Linked DNA regions of Hordeum vulgare: region 2 is linked to region 1. A link is a contact called in public Hi-C data. All regions are on one chromosome and are shown on one strand. The core of a region is the stretch at or near the end of the contact, and the rest is flanking DNA. Distances in the headings are between cores, read along the strand shown. Region 1 holds the start of LOC123444140 (guanine nucleotide-binding protein subunit beta-like protein A). Region 2 holds the start of LOC123444141.

Region 1 (3,724 bases), core at 1,075-3,574:
GCACACGGCCTACGGATAAAACACATGTCCTTTTGGGTCGCCCTGTTTGTGTTTCGACCTGCTGGCAAGTGCACCCAACTAAAAAAACTGTGTATTCCCTATAGGCTCCTTTTATAGGCTGACATATAGCCAGTGCGAACTCTCAAAATGCACACGGCCAACGGATAAAACACATGCTTGAGCCAGGCCGTCCTTTTGGGTCGCGCTGTTGGAGATGCCTTCACATTGAACTACGCGGTGTTCATGGAGTAAGAAGGACCGGGAAGCGGAAGTATAATAACGACCAGGCGGCAATTCCGAATTCATACAGCATCAGCGACTCTTGCTGATTAGATGAACTTTAAGCTATTCGACAGCATTCTTAGAAAATCCTTCAATATATCAAGCAGAAACACTGGTTCCATGATTCACGAGATAATATATTGAACAGCCAAAACCAACAAACGATGCATTATCCATGAGATCATGACTGCGGCTAAGACACAGATAGTAAATTAAGCATAAGTACCAAGGCAGATATTACGCCTCAAGACAGTCAAAAAAAAGAAGATACCACAGCCGTTTTACCGGAACAGAGGCCACTAAAACAAGATACATAATCTAGCTAGAGTAGCTGAACCCAGAGATCTTGTAGATGCGAATGGTTCCATCAGTGTAACCAGCATAGAGAGTGCTGCCATCCGCGCTCCAGCTCAAGCAAGTGCAGTAGAGCATCTGTGCAAACAATATGGACCATGGTAAGAAACCACTCAGCGCACAATAGATTTAGCTATGCATTAGAGCAACTGCACAGCAAATGCTGGTGCTTCCTATATATTCTCACTTGATACTAGGGCTAGGAGGCTCCATGGAAGATGAACAAAAATATATTTCATACAAAGATATAACAAATAATATACAGAACGAGTAGATCTCTACACATTCCATGAACAAGTACTGCAATATATGTTAATAGTACAATCTACTGAACACACAAAAATGGTACTGGTAAACATGTGCTGATAATATAACTGGATATAACAGATAGATTGCTATCTAATTACATGCTCGCAATAAGTCTTTATCATTGCCAACTTAAATCAACTAGTTCTAAATTACAGTGCACAATAGCACAACTTTGCAAGATTTCAGCTACATTACATAATGTGATGAACTAAAAACATCACTGGTAATGTTCAGAACCTATGCTAAAATATAATTCCAACATGAAGCTAGCACATTGTAAATCATCAATTTGATTACCACAATACATACAGAACACAAAATGCAACAGATCTACGTAGCCACAAGGAACTAAACAATAGTAAACAATCAGAGAAATATGAAACAACGGACTGGTAGTGGGAATTGGAAATAAACCTGTTTGCTGGAGACTGGGACCTCGGGCCTAAGGTCCTGCACGATGTGCTTTGACTCAAGATCCCAGATCTTGATGGAATCCTGTGTCGCCGCGCAGAGCCAGTAGCGGTTCGGCGAGAAACAAAGTGAGTTGATAATGGATCCCGCATCCAGCGAGTAGAGTCTCTTGCCCTCGGTCAAATCCCACAGCAAAGTGACGCCATCCTTGCCACCAGAGGCGCAGAGTGAACCGTCTGGGCTGACCGCAACGGCACTAACATACCCACCATGGCCATCAAGAGTGCAGCGGAGCTTGCAGTTGGTGAGGTTCCAGACCTTGACGGAGCGGTCCCATGAGCCCGAGACGATGGTCGGGGCGAAGTTGTTGGGGGAGAAACGGACGCAGGACACCCAGCCGGTGTGGCCCTCGCCGCCTCCAAGGTCACCGCCGATGGTGTACTTGCACTCACCGAGGGTGTTCCACAGCTTGATGGTGCGGTCGCGGGACGCGGAGACGATCTGTCGGTTGTCAATAGAGAAGGCGACGGAGAGGACGTCCTTCTCGTGGCCGACGAAGCGGCGGGTGGTGACCCCGGTGGAGAGGTCCCAGAGGCGGAGCTCGCCGTCCCAGGATCCGGAGAGCGCGAACTGGCCGTCGGAGCTGAGGACGACGTCCTGGACAAAGTGGCCGTGGCCTGTGAGGCGGCGGAAGGGGACGCCGTACTCGGAGCTGGTGTCCTGGGTGGCCTGGATGGGGTTGGTGAGGTCCCAGACGAGCAGCGACTTGTCGCGGGAAGAGGAGACGATGAAGGGCGAGTTGTCGATGGGTGTCGCGATGGCCGTGACCACGTCGTTGTGGCCACGCATCACACCGGCGTACACGAGGGACTCCTGCGCGCCGGCCATGGTGGTGTGGCGAAGCGAGCGCTAGGGTTTTCGGGGGGTGCGGTGGAGGCGGCGGCGCAGGCTAGAGATGAGAAGGAAAGCGGGCGGAGAGGGAGGAGGAAGACTTTATAGTGGGGGCGGGCGTGAGACGCTAGGGTTTTCGTGCATTGCTAGCACTCTCTGCTCAGTTCAGCAGAAATCGTGGCCGTCCGATGACGACGAAAGCGTCTATGGGCTGAAACACAACAGGCCCATTACAAATGCTGCTGCGGATCCACTTGCGCATGGGCCTATAGCTTACCATCCTCCTCTCTCTTTTCTGCCCCATGGGCCTAATCATCGCTGCTGAGGGAAAAATGCAAGAAATGCTTTGGTCCTCTGCCTAGGGCAGGAAAATGCTTTGCTTGTATACTTTTGCTTGTGTGAAACATTTAGGTGACCACCACAAGAAAATTCGAGCATAAGATGATTCAAGAAAAGGATCATGTCATGACGTATTTGTATTTGCAGCTACTCCTATCGACTAAGAGCATTTTTTATTAGAAGGATTTTCATATAAATTTTGAAGAATTAGAATCCTTAAGGAGTTTTACTATGTTTGTTATTTGATTCGTACAATTGAATAATAATATACCAAATTTTTTTAAGGGATTCATTGCACTACAATACATAGGTTAATTCACTTAAGCATCTTTAAAAAATCATTTGTTTTTTCTTAAATGACGTTGGATTCTCAGCGAACGCCTAGAATTGCCATGCAAAAACAGATAAAATTGGCATGCTGTTGTAAGGGATTTGTTAGGATCTGCAGCGAAAATTGCCATGTAATATAAAAATGGCACACAAAAAAAGCGGCCTCCTTGGTTTTCTATGGTGCAGAGAAAATCATGTCGAGTCCAATCGGACATCCCCCGTTGTTTTTGCAATCCTGCGACTCGGAAAAGGCAGCGTGGAAAAAGGATCCGTCTTTCCGAAGAAAGAGCCCCATGAATCGAATCGAAGTAACCGGCCTTGTGCTCTGCGCTGTCCACGTCGATGTGCCAAGACATTCGGAGACGGATCACGATTCAGGCAGGAACCAGATAGGCGTTTGATGAGCACAGAGACAGAAACGGGTCCAAATCAAGTAATCACTTCCAGTTGTCAGCTCTTCTCCGCTCTAATCAACCAAGTAATCACTCGTTGCCGTGGCGGGATGGCAGCGCAAGGGAGTAATCCTCAAAAAAAGGGGGAGGGGGGAACGTTTCACAGCGGCTCCCGGCCGTTGGTTCCCTGAATGATTGCACCGCAGCAGGGCGGGTAAGTGCACAGTTACCAGGGAGGGCCGTGAATCTTGCAAACATGCTCGCCAATGGATGAACCATGAACGGGATCGAGTTTGCACCCCCCATGAAATTTGGTGGCGTTGGCAGCAAAGGCAGGATCGGTTTCCCAACAATCATGCCAACTCCCAGGTACCTTTTCAGAGCATCTCTGGGTTGGGTCGGGTTAGCTACCTTCC
Region 2 (3,412 bases), core at 666-3,165, 230 kb before region 1:
TATTAAACTGATCAGTATTCTTGCATTGAACTTCTTGGCAAACATCATGTGCTATACCCCACATATTAGAACTGAATTGCTGTGTATTCCCGGAAGATGCACCTCCATGGCTCACTCCAGCCATCAACCTTTCAGCCATCCTAGCTTTCATGAGCTCAAAAGGTAAATTCCCACAATCTTTTGAATATCCGACATCATCGATCTCCTCAAACGGACTACAGCTCTTGCTATTTTGAGGTTCTGCACTGTGGCCATCTCTTGTCCAGTGTGCCATCCACAGGGAGTGTTTGCGGTAAGATGATTCTCTGATATCACTTTTGCTCAGCAGAAGTTCAAAGTCTTCATTCTCACCAAATCTTTTGGAAGCACCACCTGACATGACTGTATGCAGTTCAGTTTAAGAAAATTGCCTAAAACTTCTGCAGCAAACAGGGAAAAAATGGACATAAGTCATTTTGTGGTGTGATATACCTGTCTAGGCCAAATGAAACTAGTATAAAGAAGAAAAGAAAGAAAGAGCTGGAGGACGACAATAGCTGTTAAAATTTACATAAATCGAAACACGTATATGTGAATTTGCACATTTTGCACAAAGGCGAAACATAGGGTAGGTAGTTCAAATTTCAAATCACCCATTTATCACAAATTATGCAAAGTACCATCAATTTATTAAAATAAAAGAACTTCATGTTCTACAGCATGTTATAGATTGGTACCAAATGGTAAGGACAAGACTGGTAAAATATAAAACTTTGACGGTCTTACCAAAGTCATTTTGATAGTCTTTTCATCCCATTCTATGAAGTTGGACTGTCAGGTCATTAAACTTGTTCAGACTCCTTAACTTATTTTCTTTTCCTTCTGAAACTGTTCATGTCACTTTGCACAATATTGGTACTTTGCCCTACATACTTACCTCCCGACTTCCAAAGCAAGGTCTAGAAAAAATACAAGCATGAACGCAGTTCATACTTCTAACGACGCACGTGCTAAGAGCATTAACAGGCGTAAGTGAATGAATCTATGACTAAATAAATAATACAATAGCATCTAAACGACAGGCTTTTCTTTTAGCGGGGTCTATCATGAAGGCAACAATGCGGCAAACAACAGAGGATAGAAGTCACGAAAATACAGAGGCATGACAGAGCTCAGTGAGATGCACACTTAGAAGAATTATGGAGGGCACAGGGGAAAGGATAACCATGGAAAGGGGCACAGTTAATTGCCATAACTTTAAAGCAACCCCGAAGCTTGGACCGACAGCATGACTAAGTAAATCTACTGCAAATAAGAACAAGTAGCCATTCAAGAGGGAACAGGGAAATTCTGAATTACCTCAGCGACCGCTCGCCTCCTTCCTCCGGCAGAATCAGATCAGAGTGCCTCAGCCGCGAGTTCAGGAACCGCCAAGCTCCGGCAAGAACAGTCCGGCCAAGAACCTGAGCCGTTCGCTCGGGGCTCCTCTGGTCCAGAACTACTCCGAAAGGCTTAAAAGACCACAAATTAGCAACTAGCGGCGGCGGGCGGCGGCACCTGTCCGTGAATCCACTTGCGCCACAGCCAGCGAGAGCTCAGCCCCGCCACTCCTTTCCCGCTCCGCGCATCGCCGTCCCAATCGCGGAATAAAAACGTGTGGGCGCGCGGCGAGGCTTTCCGCGGGGGGCGGCCGCGGGGAATGATTCCTCCCCCTCTCTCTCCGTCGCGCAGGATTAGGGAGAAGAAACTGTGGTTGGTTGGCGCTTATACGGCCGCGTCTTGTCGCCATTAAAGGCTTAGGAGGGCGGGGAGAGGAGTGGAGCGGGGAGGACGGTGGAGCAGCCTGGGTGACGTAGCAGCTTCTCGGCCATGTAAACACTGGCAGATGGATGCTTTCTTTTTTGGATCCAGCCAGTCAACCAAAATATCTCGGCGCGCTTTGCGCTTTTTCTGCAGCTCCGTGCCGGCGATATTTATGGGTGCCACGTACTCTGTCCAATCTATAGGAGTACTATTCATTCAATATATATATCTTCCAGTCTGTCGGATGCTGCCACCCGTCCCGGCCACCTGGCCAAATCGTCACTAAAAACATCTACAATCCAACCTAACAAATACTCCCTCTGTCCCAAAATAACTATCTCAACTTTGTACTAGCTCTAGTACAAATTTGTACTAAGCTTAAGACACTTATTTTGGGACGGAGGTAAGAGCAACTCTAACCAACCGACTCAAACAGACGCGTGCTATGTTCGTATTTTATCCGTTTAGGTCGGGTCGGTTCGTTTTTGTAATTGGGTCGACGCTTAGGGCAATTTCAACAGGCCGACCCAAACGGACAGCGATTTCGTCCGTTTTTTGTCCGTTTGGGTCGGCCAGGCGAACACTAACGTCCACTTCCATAATTGGGTCGGCTCGTGCGCCCAACGCTGGCCGGACCCATTTTTTGCCGGCGAAAAACAAACATAAAGCATAATTAAACATTAAAAACCGGCCACGAAGGCCGGCGATAGTCCACGCGTCGTGTCCGCATTACATTAAATTAAAATAAAAAAACCTAAAACTGCGTCCATGCAGCCCTAGGCGTCGTCGTCATCGTCGTCGGGGCCGGTGAGGTCGACCAGCGTTGGCGCAGGGCCGACCCAGGCGAACGCCGAGTTCCAGAGCGCAGCTGCGTGCGCCTCTGTTGTCTGCCCTGCCGGCACGGGCTGCGGTGGTGGCGGTGGCAGCGCAGCAGCACGAGCACGCTCCTCCTCCGCCGCCTCTTGTCGCTCCTCCTCCTCCTCCTTCTCCTGCTCCATGAGCCGCACGCCTTCGCCGCGCTCCGCGTGCAGGTGCACCGACCTCCAATGCTCGAGGTAGGCCTGCTCCTGCAACGGGGGCACGCCCAGCCAGATGGGCGGCGTGCTGACGAACTCCTGGACGACGTCGATCCACTAGTAGACTTGTCGTGGTAGCGCGGGCTCAGGCTCGGGCTCCGGCTCTGGCGGAGGTGGCACAACGCAGTCGGCGGCGGCCGACAGTGCCATGGCCTCCGCGAGCTGCCGCTGGTACGCCTCCTCCTCTTTGACCGCGCGCCGAGTTTCTTCCTCGCTGTCGCGGAGGACACCAACAAGCGCCGCGTGGTAGGCGGTCTCAGCCTCCTGGTCCTCGTCGCTGACGACAGGCGGGGGCGGCGGAGGGCCTCCTGGCTGCACTTGGCGCACGCCACGGCGGCGCTGCTCCTCGTGCTCCACCTCGAACCACACCTCCGAGTTAGGGGAGTCGGACGCGTATGGGGGGTCTCGCCGCTGCTCCGCGGTCAGCAGACGCCGTCGCTTAGTCATCTCCTCCAAATGCACCCACGTCGACCGCGGCACGGCCGGCACCGGAATCCTCTCCAGATCCAGGCGCCAGCCGTGCGACAGCTTGACGTTGGGGTAAGGGAGTGCGA

What was found. A called contact is a pair of places that touch in the nucleus more often than the background predicts.
Region 2: a contact with region 1 is called in a Hi-C map of seedling, with 4 times the contacts expected there. The contact joins the promoter of LOC123444141 here to the promoter of LOC123444140 in region 1. A contact is called at or near these places in 3 of 6 Hi-C or Micro-C datasets (leaf and seedling) and 1 of 1 datasets of contacts at active chromatin or transcription factors (embryo).

The regions. Positions count from the first base shown.
Region 1 is chr3H:439,196,106-439,199,829 of MorexV3_pseudomolecules_assembly, reverse strand. LOC123444140 (guanine nucleotide-binding protein subunit beta-like protein A) reads right to left here and starts at 2,324. Exons shown (of 2, transcript XM_045120760.1): 1 at 1,360-2,324; 2 at 404-714. The coding sequence starts at 2,244. The coding sequence ends at 601. LOC123444138 reads left to right here and starts at 3,035. Exons shown (of 8, transcript XM_045120759.1): 1 at 3,035-3,724.
Region 2 is chr3H:439,426,164-439,429,575 of MorexV3_pseudomolecules_assembly, reverse strand. It overlaps LOC123444141, which reads right to left and starts at 1,915. Exons shown (of 4, transcript XM_045120762.1): 1 at 1,339-1,915; 2 at 1-381. The coding sequence starts at 379.